Regions from separate parts of the Sus scrofa genome. Here region 2 is linked to region 1. The links are chromatin contacts, called in public Hi-C maps. All regions are on one chromosome and are shown on one strand. The core of a region is the stretch at or near the end of the contact, and the rest is flanking DNA. Distances in the headings are between cores, read along the strand shown. Region 1 overlaps FHOD3 (FH1/FH2 domain-containing protein 3). Region 2 overlaps FHOD3 (FH1/FH2 domain-containing protein 3).

Region 1 (7,477 bases), core at 4-2,503:
TAAATCTGAAGGAAAGAAAAGTGAAAAGAAAAGAAATGTCTGAGAAAGTGTTGGAGGAGGCAGTGGCAACCACTTCAGGGGCTATAAAAATGATTAAGAGCAGGATCCCATCCAATGAGCATCCCTCCTCTCCTGAGGGAAAAGGAATTCAAAAATATTATCATATCCTAAAGGGAAGGAAAACTTAAGAAAGATGGAGACTGGGAGGGTGAGCAGGAGGATGGCTACTTCTGGCCAGGCTCTGGAGAGCAGCCTCCATGGGGACCACAGTATCTATCTCATCCAGCTCTTGAAAACCAGTAAGGTTTGGGGAATGGGGTAGCTGATCACTGGTGTGGGGTGCAGAGTGTTGTTCAGTCAAAGAACAGCTCAGGAAGACAGTACAGCTGCCTGAAACCAAGTCATTTCCTGCACCCCCAAACCTACCTTCGCAAATGTGTACAGTCAGAGAAACACACTAGCACATAAAGTCTCAGAATCAGCTCCCTTCTGTTTACTGCCAGGGACCTCCACTTATGGAGTAATGTGGATTTTTTTTTTTTTTTTTGTCTTTTCTAGGGTCGCACCCACAGCATATGGAGGTTCCCAGGCTAGGGGTCCAATTGGAGCTGTAGCTGCCAGCCTATGCCAGAGCCACAGCAATGCTGGATCCAAACTGTATCTGTAAGCTACACCACATCCCACATCAATGCCAGATCCTCAACCCTGAGCGAGGCCAGGGATCGAACCCACAACCTCCTGGTTCCTAGTCAGATTCATTAACTACTGAGCAACAATGGGAACTCCAGTAATGTAGATATTGAGAGAGAGAGGCTACAAAGAGTGAAGAAACAATTGGTGTATCAAAGTGTCAGGGAACAGCAGGACGAAGACAGGCTGAATTCAGGATGCAGAGGGCTGAACACCAAATTAAGAACATCAAATTACTTCAGGCTTGGGCCATGGGATCCAAAGCAGAATTCTTCTCACCAAACCATCTTTCTTCTCTCTTTCTTTCTTCTCTCAGAGCACAATTCTTCCTAGGGACCATTCACCCAGGCCGCAAAAGATGGGAAATTGGCAGCAGAAAGCAAAGCAGATGGTAAGGAAAATTTAGAACACAAAGTCCTGCACTGGGGCACACTGTCAAATTCTTCCACTTAACACCATGGCAAAGAATACAGTTGAAAAGACTGCACTGGATGGGATTGTCTGTGAGGCAAGCTTGCAGATAATGGGAGACTTCAACTAGCATATTTTATTACTCATAAAATACAGCCCTTGCCAGCTCGGGGAGGGGGGGTGTCACAGCCAAGGCATATCAGAATACCTCTACTTGCCCCTTCTAGTACCCCCAGAGTTTCCTTGTGATCAGATAAAGTGAAGCTCTTCATCCCAGCAAGAGAGGACCTACTTCTGGGTTCTTACCACTGAGGCAGTTCCAACCCCTCCTGTCCTCTACCCCAACCTGGGGTTCTCCCGGCTGAGTATTCTGAGGTAGCTGGCAGGTGTGTACTGTCTAACACCTTCCTGGATATTTAGTCCCTATCTGCCACTCAGATTCATTGGTGGCATTTCTCAGTTTGCTTGAAAGCTTTGAAACCTGACACCAGATCTGCTGACATCAGGACTCATTACAGGATAAGGACCAAATCCCTGTTACAAAGGCCAGAACTTGGGCCTGGCATCCCAGGCCCTTCATAAACTGACCTCTACTCATCCTACACTGCCCCGTCTCCAAACCTCGAAACTACTCTCCCCTTCCCCACCCACCTAGAGTCACCTCTGCTTTCTGGACTTGACTAAATCTCCCCTCCTTCCTGAGGCCCCCCCCTGACAACATCAGTCTGACTCCCACCAGGGAAGGGACCCAGTCAGGGGATTCCCAAACATGTGATAACCCCAGAAAGACAGGCAGCCTCAGGACTCCTCCCTTTCTCTGAGTGGGTCAAGCACCACGCTAAATGCTTTCCAGATGGAAGTCCATTTAAGGTTTGCAATCACACTCTAAGGAAGGTATTATTATTCCCATTTTCTAGATGCCTAAATTGAAGCTCAGAGAGATTGGGAGCTTGTCTGTGGGATACAAAGCCTGTGCTTTAAACCCTTATGCTGGACTAAACAGAAAGCCAAAGGGGCACTCTCGAAGGGCACCCACGTAGCCTGGAGGGCGGGGGATGGGAGGGTGGCAGGTGGCAGTGCCCAGCAGCCACCTCTGACGATTAATAGGCAGCAGTAAGTGTCCATGAAATGAATGAGTTACAGCCAGAGTGGACTGTGTAAGAAGATGAGGACGGCACAGCCAGGAGGAGGGGGCGGGGAGGAGGAGGGGGCGGGGAAAGGAGGGGCAGGGAAAAGGAGGGAAGGCAAAGCAAGGCAGGCAAGCATGAAGCAGCAAGGAATGTGAGGAACTAAGGCAGTCAGGTTGCTGAAGCATAAAACGTGAGATGGAAGATGGAAAGGGACAAGACTGGACAGAGGGGATCCTGCCAGGTCACTGGAGGCAGAGAATGTCTCCTGAAGGCGCCCAGGCCTCCAGGTGTTGGTGATGAGCCGCTCAGAAGCGAGTGGCCGCTCAGAGCCCGCAGTTCCAACTCTTTGTGCCCAACACCAAACCTTCCAACTCCCCCATGAAACCTGCTCTTCCTTTCAGCTCCCCGGGGTTTAAGGCCAGCCCAGCTCCCTCCTGGTGCCTCTGCTCCCATCTTGCCCCTGTACCCATCCCCCACCGAGCTGCAAATGGGGCCCAACCTGGGATCCAACAGTGAAGAAAACAGGCATAAGGTACTGCCCGCCAAGAGATTCCCGAAGACTGTCCCTCCTCCTGTCACCCTCTCAAGAGAGAACAGTGGGTCCCCGGGGTCAGTTCTCCTGGCCCAGGGTACCCTGGGGCTGGAGTGCAAAGTGGGCAGTTTCTGGCCACCCACCACTCTTTCTCTTTCAAGGGTGAAGCCACCCAGCTCCATCATCCCTCCTCATACCTGAACTCAGGACCCTGGCACCTGCTCATCCTTCTCCCTCCACCCCAATATCTGCCACCATCTTGGAAGGACCTGTCCCCCCACCCCCACTCAGTGGCCTAGCGCTTGGCTCCTCAGCAAGAAAGAGGGGGAGAGACCAGGCACATACTGGGTCCCAGTTACCAACCACACAAACCTACGTCCAGAAAGGTGACGAGTTCATGTTCAAAAACCACCAGGAGACAGTGTTCTACAGGCAGGAGGCTGGGGTGGTCACAGGGACGCCAAGGCCTGGCTGTCTCTCTGGCATCCTGACCAGAGCAAGCATCTGAGAACACACAGCATCCCTGTAGCTCCCCTCCCTGCCTCATACCAAACCCCCTCCTCTGCATCTTCTGGGCTTTGTCCTCGGCTGCTGTAGATAGCACCTCACACAAAGGGCTGTCACCTCGTGCACCACTCGTGGGCACCTTGCAGTTCCCCAAGGGGTGCTGGCCACACCGCAATTTCTGATCCCTGCGCCTGGCCAGAAACTGGTGGTAACTGTTTGATTTCAACTGAGGGGAAAGCCGCAGTTCTATACATTCCAGACGTGCACTGGGTATTGCCAAAGATTAGTAGCAGTTCCACACTGATCTCAGAGCCGGAGGAGAAAAGACAGACAGATCACTCCACAGCTCCATCATCCAGCAGTCACGGAGGCTGACCCAAGGCCTGAGAAGACCTGGTCTTCAGCCTCCCTCCCTCTCTAGTACCCACACACCCTGCACACCCCCAGGAGAGGAGCGCCCAGTCCTGCTCACCTGACTCCAGTCCCACAGCCCACAGAACAAAACCCACAAAGCAGGGGTGGGTTCTAGCCTCATCCTGCACAGATGATAGGGTCTCACCACTCCCCCCTAGACACCTGGAGAGCCACATACCCACTTTACCAAGAGGAACAATGGCACTGCTAGGAATGTTTCTGTGTTCTCATGAAGAATACCTACTTGTGGGTCAGAGAGATGCTGGATCTCCTTATGAAGCAATGCAGAAGGAAACCCAGAGATGGGCTGGAGGGGAAGAATGCTGGAGTGGGGCCCAGGTTTCTTATTCTGCAGATGCAGAAACTGAGACGGAAGGGGACTGGTACCCATCACCTTCTAACACCTGATTAACTTGCTATTTTGTTTTATGTATTATCTCTCCCTGCTTTCTCCCACTAGAATGTAAACTCTGAGAAGGTCCAGATTTGTGCCTGTTTCGTTCACCAGTTGTTTCTCTGGTGCTTAAAACTGAACTTGGCACATAGCAGGTGCTCAAGGAAAACGTGGCAAGTGAAGGGAGAGATGAGTAAGACAGCAATTACCTGGTTCATGGGCAGCATGCTGTGAGGACATCATGCCACTTCTCAACACATTCCAGTTATGGATCCCAGAAGGATAAGCTGTAGTCTCACCTAAAAACGTGAGGCCCATGACTTAAAAGCACGTGTGCTGCAGTGGGCGGGGCACAGTGGGTGGTGCAGTTTGCCTGATGGGTTCAGTCCTCAATCCAGTGATTGGAAGCTCATTTGAAACTGATTTTTTAAAATACCAATGAGGAGTTCCTGTTGTGGCTCAGCGATTAATGAACCCGACTGGCATCCATGAGGACGTGGGTTCAATCCCTGGCCTCACTCAGTGGGTTAAGGATCTGGCATTGCTGTGAGCTGTGGTGTAGGTCACAGACACAGCTTGGATCCCACATTGCTGTGGCTGTGGCGTAGGCTGGCAGCTACAGCTCCAATTAGACCCCTAGCCTGGGAACCTCCATATGCTGCGAGTGCAGGCCTAAAAAGACAAAAATAAATAAAAAACAAAAAAGCACTAATGATACCTCAGGCCCTTCCATCAACAATGACTGGGAGTTCCCATTGCGGCTTAGTGGTGGCGGGTTATGAACACAAGTAGTATCTATGAGGATGCGGGTTCAATCCCTGGCCTCGCTCAGTGAGTTAAAGATCCGGCGTTGCCGTGAGCTGTGGTGTAGGTTGCAGACTCAGCTCAGATCCCGCGTTGCTGTGGCTGGGGCCAGCGGCTGTAGCTCTGATTTGACCCCTAGCCTGGAAACCACCATATGCCACAGGTGCAGACCAAAAAAGAAAAAACAACAACGACAACAATGATCACTGATCACCATGACCAAAATACACTGTGGAATAGACAGACAGCTCCATGAGGCCAAAGAGCTGACCCTCTCCCCCATCAGATCCCCTCCCATCACCCCACCACCACCCTGCCCCACTTCCAGGAACTCCAATATTTTCCTACATGCTCGAGAAGGCAGAAGCAAAGCAGGGTCCTGCGTGTGCAAAGGGCAGAACCTTTCCTCGTCCCAGGAGCCGGTTCCCCTGGCTCTAGCAACCTCCAGTCACCAGGCAGACACTGCCCAGAATAATGAAATTTAAACTGTTTAGACTTTGCAGAACTGAGTAGATTGATTTAATGGACCTGGCATGTTCTGCTTCAGGGACCAGGCCAGCCGAGGAACTCTTGTGAAATGAAAGCCACGGCTCTCCCAGAAGGGGTGGGGGGAAGAAAAAGGCTTACAGATACCAGAGCTGGAGACACAAAGAATCTCCCCTCCCTTCCTGCTCCTTAGCCCCAAGATTAGCTCCTGTCTCACCCCCGCCCCCGCCCCAAGCCACCTCACCAAGAGCCTGGCCAGCAGAGAGAGATGACACTTCCAGGCTAGTAGCTCATAGCATCAGGGGACAGCTCACCAAGGAGGAGACAGGGGGACACACACATCAAATCAGGACACCAAAATCAGGGTGATGACAGAAATGATGGGGAGCTGGCCTGGCTGAGCATAAGGGGTGTTTGCCAGGATAGCACAGAGCAGGGGGAGGCATCCCCAAAAGCCAGGTGAGGGGCAGGGATTGATGAGGTGCACCTGTTAACACAGACAGGTTGTGGGCTTTCATCTCAATGCCCCCTCACTGCTGACGCAAGGCCGGGCCTCTAACCAAAGGGCTGTTTGCAAACTCTAATGTTACCAGCAAAATTTGGAATATCCAGGATGGGCCACAGGTCCCCAGCTCCACCTTAATGCCCCACTCCCTCTGCAGAAGCTCCCCACTTTCACCTCTAAGGGAATCTGGTGAAGATGTCTGCACACTGGGTGAGCAAGGAAAACCAAGAAGCTCAGGGTGTGGGAGATGCTTTAGAGGGGAAGGACTTGGGTCCTAGGAGGCACAATCTGGAAATCAGAGCTTTTTTTTTTCTTTTTTGGGCTGCCCAAGGCATATGGAGGTTCCCAGGCTAGGAGTCAAATCAGAGCTATAACTGCTGGTCTACGCCAGAGCCACAGCCACTTGGGATCTGAGCGGCATCTTCGACCTACACCACAGCTCACAGCAACACCAGATCCTTAACCCCCCAAGTGAGGCCAGGGACTGAACCTGCATCCTCATTGACACTAGTCAAGTTCATTACCACTGAGCCACGACTGGAACTCCTGGAATACAGAGCTCTTGAGCAGCCAAGGAAGTAGGTAGAGACCAAGAAAAGCCTGCAAGGCAGTGGGGGAGAGAGGGGCTGACTTGCCAGAAGGCAGCTAAGGGGCCATCCTAAACATCTTGGCACAAACAGAAGGGCCTAATGAAACTCACCCAAATCAAGGCCAATTGCAATTCCCCACATAAGCATAGTCCCCAACTTATACCTGAGTGGCCTTCAAAAGTTACTGTGCCCTGGCTGTCTGGGGCATTGAATGCATTTTTTCATAGGAATAGAGTAATACCTAAGATTAGGATATCAGGCCAGCCTGTCACCATCCTGGCCAGTGAGTTCCCGGCAACAAGGCCCATGCTTTCTTCTTATTTGATTTCCAAGTACCCTGCAGAGAACCTGACAAAGAACAAGACTCCCATTGGTGCAAGGTGAGTGAAGGACTCTGAGTAGGTCCCACATGATTTCATATGAAACTTCCTTTCCTAAATGCACAAGCTAGAGTTCCCATCGTGGTGCAGTGGAAACGAATCCAACCAGGAACCATGAGGTTGCGGGTTTGATCCCTGGCCTCGCTCAGTGAGCTAAGGATCTGGCATTGCTTTAGCTGTGGTATAGCCTGGCAGCAACAGCTCCAATTAGACCCCTAGCCTGGGAACCTCCATATGCCACAGGTGTGGCACTAAAAAGACAAAAAAAAAAAAAAAAAAGGAATGCACAAGCTGATACCCTCAGTTTCTAAAGGTACTTGGAGAACCACACAGAACTCTCCTCTTTAGGCCCTTGACCCAAGTGACATCCTGGAACACCCTCAGGAAGTAAGTATTCCCAGGTAACCCCACAGAGCAGAAAGGAAGCTCAAAGTGTGTGTATTTCGGGCAGGCCCCCAAGCTGGGGGTCTCATCCAGCCAAGCACAAATGGGATGAGCAGGAAGCCCAGATGAAGGATGAGTCCTCCGCTGAGGGCCACCTGGAGGGCCTGGCAAGCTTCTGGACACAGAGGTTTCCCTTGGTCAAGAGGTCAAACTCATCCAAAAGCTGGACCTTTTTTATTATCGCCTCTGA
Region 2 (7,291 bases), core at 2,885-5,384, 78 kb before region 1:
TTGCGAGCAGCATCAGAAGCAACCCCAAACTCATAAACCAACTCTCCCCTCTCACGTGCCTATACTACCATCTTTCTAAGCAAGATATCTTGTTCTTTTTCTAGGCTCAACATGCCCCAAACTGAACACACGACCATCTCCCCAGCTCAGCTGCCCCTCCGTGTCCTCTATTTCTTTTAGGTTTAGTTGTCCTCCCACTGTGTGGGGTTGGAAACTGCTGGGGCTTCCCTGACTGGCGTTCTCTCCAGATCAGCAAAAGTACACTTTTTTTTCTTTTTTGGCTTTATAGGGCCGCACCTATGGCATATGAAGGTCCCCAGGCTAGAGGCTGAATCAGAGCTACAGTGGCTGGCCTACACCACAGCTCATGGCAACGCTGGATCCCCGACCCACTGAGCGAGGCCAGGGAGTGAACCCACATTCTCATGGATGCTAGTGGGATTCGTTTCTATTGCACCGCAATGGGAACTCCCAGCAAAAGTACTCTGAAAGAATACTGTCTAAACTGCCTTCAGAGCCATTCAAAGTTTATGGATCCTCTCACTCAGCAATTCAGTATCAGTGTGTGGACTTGGGAGGGGCCAGTTAAATAAATCACCCTGTCACCACACAGTCAAGCACTATGTGTGCATCTGTAGGTGTGCTCGTACTTGTTCAGTCACACTTAGACCATCCCTTGAAAGATACACAACAAACTGATGACACTGACAAGCCAGGTCAGGGAGACCAGGCAGGGATGGGAGGGGACTATTCACTCTCTGTCCTCTTAAATCTTTTAATTTTCAAACTGTTGCATTATCTATTCAAAAGAATAAAATCTCAGTTTAATTGTTAACTCAAACCAATTTTATTCAATGCAAATGACCCTATAAAGAATTAGTTAATAATTCTAGGGAAATTCAATTTATAAATATCAGACAATTAAAAGAACCAGTTTTTAATAGCTGGAAAAAAAAAAAACTAAGTACATGGATCCCCCTTCATCTAAACCCCGAGCCAGCCATCAAGTTTCCACATCATCAAGGTTCCATCTCTGCCCAGAGAGGCAGGAACTCCCGCCCCATGAAAGATCCCCTGCCACACCCCCTGCTGGAGACAGATGGACAGCTGGGCAGGTGCCTTCACTCTTCCTATTGGCTTCTCTGAGCCCAGCTTGGGTCTCTTCAAACTCACGCGTGAGCTTGATTCTCTGCAAAACTCAGCCTACGTGAACTTCACTGAAATATATCCATGCACCAGTATAATATACCCCACAACACTTAGAAAGCCTGCAGGAAACTAGAACCCAGACCTGCCATGATCCATGGGCACCTGCTGAGCCTCAGGAAGGGTTTGAGAAGAACAGAAATGACATCACTGAAACCAATGAGGCAGGACTGTAAAAGGGGCCTCCATTTTTTTTTTCAAAGGGGCTCAATGTAAGAAATACCCGTTTTAATAAGATCTGGGTGCGTTTTTAAAACTTGTAGCTACAACAAACATATGCATCGCCTATGATGATCTAAATAAATCATAGCCAAAATACTGGTTTTTTCCTCCAGATTATCTCAAAGGGATACCCCCAAACAAAGAAAAACACCTAGGTTCTAAGGCCATGGACTCTCTGTACAACTAAACCACCAGCAAGTTTAATGACCAGCTGTAGTAACTAATTCATTCCAGATGCCTGGGAACATCTCTTTGTTGCCTATAATCTGTCGCAATCTACATTTGTTTGATATACTGTTTTGTGTTGTTTGGTTTTATTTTTGCTTTTTTAGGGCTACACCCTCGGCATATGGAAGCTCCTGGGCTAGGGGTCAAACTGGAGCTGTAGCTGCCGGCCTACACCACAGCCACAGTAACTAGGGCTCCAAACCGCATCTGCGACCTACACCACAGCTCACAGCAATGCTGGATCCTTAACCCACAGAGGCCAGGGATTGAACCCGCATCCTCATGGATACTAGTGGGTTCACTACCTCTGAGCCGCAATGGGAATTCATGTTTTGTTTTAATTCTATACACCACTTATAATCATTTTGAGAAACAGAAAACAGTCTAACTGCAGTCAGGGCTCATGGAGTCAGAGCCAACCACTGCCTCCTCCAACCACACTTCATACACAGTTATAACCCTGAAGCCCCTCTCCACCACCAAGCCCCCGCAAGTGCTCTGGTAGCAGAGGAAACAGGTCAGCAAACACCAGCCTCCTCTCCTCCACCCAGACCTCTTGGTTCCTCCCCATCCAATTCATCTTCTATACCATTTCCAGAATATCCTTTATCAAACCCTATGCCCACATCATATTACTCTCCTGTTCAAAACCTGATTTCAGCAGTTCCCGTCGTGGCGCAGTGGTTAACGAATCCGACTAGGGACCACGAGGTTGCGGATTCGATCCCTGACCTTGCTCAGTGGGTTGGAGATCTGGCATTGCCGTGAGCTGTGGTGTAGGTTGCAGACGCGGCTCGGATCCCACGTTGCTTTGGCTCTGGCATAGGTTGGTGGCTACAGCTCCAATTCAACCCCTGGCTTGGGAACCTCCACATGCCACAGGAGCAGCCCAAGAAATGGCAAAAAGACAAACAACAACAACAACAACCAAAACCTGATTTCAGTGATTCCCTTATTTTCTACTTAGTAAAAATTTCATTGGCTCTTTGTAAACACTGTCTGCACAAAGAGTTTATTAATTATCTTTATTTGGGCATCCCAATATATAAATTGCCATTATCTTGTTTGAAAGCAACAATGAACCCATGAAGTTACAAGTATCCTCCCCTGATGACAGCTCAGAAAACTCAGGTATTTCTCTGGTCTGTCATTCTTTTTCTTTCTTTCTTTCTTTCTTTCTTTCTTTCTTTCTTTCTTTCTTTCTTTCTTTCTTTCTTTCTTTCTTTCTCTTTCCTTTCTTTCTTTTTCCTTTTTAGGGCTGCACCTGTGGAAGTTCCCAGGCTAGGGGTTGAATTGGAGCTACAGCTTCTGGCCTACACCATAGCCACAGCAATGTCTGCGACCTACACCACAGCTCACAGCAATGCTGGATTCTTAACCCACTGAGTGAGGCCAGGGATCAAACCCACATCATCATGCATCCTATTCAGATTTGTTTCTTCTAAGCCACAAGGGTAACTCCTCTGCTTTGTATTTCTGCCTGGTATTTTGTACCTGATACACCCACACCCACACCCACAATATTTCCTGCCTTGATCCTCTGTCCAGGTAGGTTGGATTCTCTCTGCTGCCAAATTCACTCTGCTCCTGCTCACGTCCATCTAGGCTCTTCTCTCCAGGTGCTCCTTCAGCCCCTCCATGTTACTTACTTAAATCTTCCTGGGCTTTGATCAAGCCACTCACCTCCCAAGACCTTCCTATGGCCAATGTAACTGTAGCTACCAGGCCTGTGAATCCAGGCATCCTCACACAGGATGCCATCAGAACCGACATTTTCCGAATGTTTTTTGGGTGGGCCCATGATGCCAACTCAGTTGGGGGTTAGGGGTAGGCTGAGTTAGTACAATTTAAGTGGAAGCCTCCTGGCCCCATCAAAACCCTGTTTTCTTAAACTTCTTAGAGAGCAGGATTTTCCTCAGTCACCATTGTGTTGTCCAGGTTTGACACGGTACCAGGCACACAACTGGGGCTCCATGACCACTGGCTTCCTGGGGGAAAGAGTCACCAACCACCTTGGTGTGGATGAGTCTAATTAGACTCCTGTCCACACCAGCTACTGTGGGCGTGACCTTGGCCCCTGAGTCCCTCTCTGGCTCTCCTGGGGCAGCTCCTGAGCAGTGGTTCTCAACTGGGGCCAGTTTTGCCCCCCAAGGGACACTTGGTAATATCTACAGGCATCTTTTGCTGTCACAACCAGGGGGGTTGCCACTGGCATCTAGTGGGTAGAGGCCAGGGACACCAGTAAACATCCTATGATGACCCACAATAAATAAGTATCTGGCCCAGAATATCAACACTGCCAAGGGGGAGAAATCCTGCTCTGGAGAAAACAAAACAAGGAAAGAGGAAGTGCTCCCTGAAAACCTTTGAAAAGAAGTGATGGAAACATCACTTTAGTTGCCAGATCCGGATCCATCATAAATGCTTTTGACATTACGCTGGCTTATTTAAAATTAAGCAGCTGCCCCGCCGCCGTCCCAGCAGCATGTGGTGGGCATGGCAGCCACCCTGGAATGACCACATCACAAACTACTGGAGCTGGCTGCCACATTTCTGCCTACTAATTTTAATCTCTCTTTCTCAAAGGTCAGGAATATTTTCAGACCTCTTCACACACGCATATTGTGGGCAGACTGGATCTGCGCTGCTTCCAATTGGCAGAGGCACTTCGTTCACCAGCACCCTGAGCTGAGTTACAGGCTTAACTTTGTCCCTGTCACTCTCCAAGGGGCTTTGAGTCCATTATCCTAATTGGCAAATGATATGTAAGTACCAGAAGGCTATGTGTCCGCAATTATATTTCTAATGAAGGCTTAATCTCCAAAAGCAAACAGTAGTTCATTAAAACCACCCTCCCCATCTGTCACTACGGTCACCAAAAGAGAAAGAATCGGCTTCACGGGAAGGTTCAGATTAGCTGCCAGACAAAGCCTGATGAAGAAGCAAGAGATGCATCCCACCGGGTTCCAGTGCAGCATCCCTGACACACCCCTAGGGGAGGGATGGGGTGGAGACAGCAGCCTGAGGCTCAGGGTCTGGGAAGGCAGGAAGCAGTCGTTCCTCTGTTCCCCTGCTCAGGGCAAGCTTTTTGAGCAGATATTTCCACTTTAGCTAAGACATCTTATCAGCACTTCAGGGAAACGCCAGAGGGATTCGGGAAGGCAGATGACTCCATGGTCTAATATTTTAGCTGGACTCACACCAGGATCCCAAACCCTGTCCCGCAGACTGTGCATCACTCTGGGGAAGCTGATCACAGCTGCCCCGCCATGCTCAAAAAGCACTGACAGTCTGCGGAATGGGGTTCTAAACACCTGATGGGGATCAGCTTCTTTCACCCCCAGCAACCCTATGACTCATTTGACAAGTGAAAAAAAAAAGAGGCAAGGAGAAATCACTTGTCCAAGGTCATACAGCCTTTTAGTGGTGGAACCAGGCTGCGAACCAGGTGAACTATTTCCGAGTTCCCCATCATACACAGTGCCCAGGACAAACGCACTCATCTTGGGCCAGGAGCCCTGATGCTGCCTGACATGCCCCATCTCACCTGCGGGGGCACGGAAGGCCACGAGCCATCTTCCCTATGGCATGGTGGGATATTTGAGCAGAGCCCGAAAGTCTGAGTAGGAAATAACCAAGGCAGAAACATGGAACAATGGGACCGAGAGGCCTGCCTGGGACCCCTAGCGATCAGTCATTCTGGACATTGGAAGCTTGGAGGGCCGGACACATGTCATCGTCTTACCCAGACCCCCAACCCACCCTACCAGGCAGGCACACACAATGACAACCACCCCCTGACAAGAGTCACCTGAGGCCTTAGGCACTTAAGTGACCTGCCCAAGGTCACACTGCTGAGCGGTAGAACCAGGGCTCAACCTGGGCATGTCTGCTACACAGCCTTTGCTCTCAGAACTTCCTAAGATCCAGGACATGCCACCCTGTAGGACATTCCCTGAGACAGGAAGCCCCGAATTTGCCTGAACTCCAATCCCCTGAGTTTGCCATTCTCCACAGCACCACCTTTAGAACCTTCAGTTGTAAAGAAGCTTCATGGGCAAGGCTGCCCCAGCTTGGTTGAGGGAACCCCATCTGGAGTCCTCGAAATTGCTCAGGTAACCACAAGCACTCCTACAGATGCAGGGATCCGAGCCTTTGTGCAGAATGAGGGCCAACCTTTGGCCAAGTGATCTCTCTTCACATGTCCATGAGACCGCCCCTCTACAAGCAGGTACACTTTGCCTTCCTGCACCAAGTTTCTCTATGGTCCTCAAAAGCTATTCCATGGAAAGGCCCAAACCTTAACACACTGTGGGCCTTTAGCTGACAACAGTGAAGACTTCCGTCCCAGGAGTTCCCATCATGGCGCAGTGGAAACGAATCTGACTAGGAACCATGAGGTTGCGGGTTCGATCCCTGGCCTCACTCAGTGGGTTAAGGATCCAGCATTGCCGTGAGCTGTGAGTAGGCTGCAGACGTGGCTCGGATCTGGCATTGCTGTGGCTCTGGCGTAGGCCAGGAGCAACAGCTCCGATTAGACCCCTAGCCTGGGAACCTCCATATGCCATAGGTGCAGCCCTAAAAAGCAAAAAAAAAAAAAAAAAAAAAAAAAGAATCCCTCCCAAAAGTGCTGACATCATCATGTGAAATCTTATGCTCAAGGGAAGATGGTCCAACATAAGAAACAGAGCCTGGACTGATGACTATCAGTTCTTGGCTCTCTGCCCTCCAATTCCTAAGTTCTCACTGCGCAGGCAACAGTTACCAGTGAACATTCATGGACGATCTTCCATCAGCAAAAGGAAAGAAAGCTAAGGGAGTGTCATTCCCCATCCATAGAGGTGGACTCGATCTTTCCAAGTTGGTTTCATTCATGAATGACCACATTATCAATCCAGATGGGCCAGTCTTTATTTTCCCCAAAATTGTGCCATCTCTCCATAAATTCTATTACAAAATTACTCTGCGTACCAGAGTTTATTAATGTAAAAACTTCCTTCTTCCCCTTCTGAATGCTCTGAGTGGAGAGTCAGGTGTTACAGAACCACTGTCACTGGCGACCATAGGTCCTGCGCTATATCAGTCACTCGCAAGGGGACTTTTCTCAAGCAAGTTTGCTGCAAATGCTCTCATCCCAAAACCATGTTTTGTTCATACCTTGATACACCAAAGTTGCACAGGTCAGAGTGTGATGTGTCATATCGCTTTTGTTACATTATTCATACAAGCATTAACTGAAACATCAAAGGTAGAGAATGTGCTCCGAGAAAATCAAAACAGGCAGCACTGGGAACAGTGGCCATGATGCATGTAGAGCAGGACACCAGTTCCAGAATGGGCTCCATCTCTTCCTCTGCGACAGTCAGCACCAACAGGACATCTGGCTGCACACCCCCGATAGAGTCACATTTTATTTTAAACTCACTCCCTCCCTTTAACCTCAAATACTCCACCCTTAAAAAGAACAAAGCTCAGGGCATCTCCAGTTTTTATTTAGCCTGGCACAGCCTCACTGCTCCGAGCCGAGACGAAGAGAGGCAGGCGCAGCTGTCTGCCGTCTCCACTCTGGATGCGTCACTCACTTCCTCCATGTCCACAGCGCATCTCCGGATGCTGCCTAACGATGCAGCTCCAT

The links. A called contact is a pair of places that touch in the nucleus more often than the background predicts.
Region 2: a Hi-C map of skeletal muscle shows a contact between it and region 1, with 11 times the contacts expected there. The contact joins two enhancer-like sites. A contact is called at or near these places in 2 of 47 Hi-C or Micro-C datasets (heart right ventricle and skeletal muscle) and 1 of 2 datasets of contacts at active chromatin or transcription factors (skeletal muscle).

What each region holds. Positions count from the first base shown.
Region 1 is chr6:120,058,972-120,066,448 of Sscrofa11.1, reverse strand. All of the region lies in intron 1 of FHOD3 (FH1/FH2 domain-containing protein 3), which reads right to left. Among named protein-coding and RNA genes, the nearest start is that of FHOD3, 26 kb to the right of the region's middle. Within about 2 kb of position 1,253, at least 3 of the 83 cell types and tissues checked have an H3K27ac peak or open chromatin away from gene starts, as enhancers often do. A contact at or near this core is called in skeletal muscle, where this site is marked.
Region 2 is chr6:120,140,129-120,147,419 of Sscrofa11.1, reverse strand. The region is part of intron 3 of FHOD3 (FH1/FH2 domain-containing protein 3); the gene reads right to left. Among named protein-coding and RNA genes, the nearest start is that of FHOD3, 110 kb to the right of the region's middle. Within about 2 kb of position 4,134, at least 3 of the 83 cell types and tissues checked have an H3K27ac peak or open chromatin away from gene starts, as enhancers often do. A contact at or near this core is called in skeletal muscle, where this site is marked.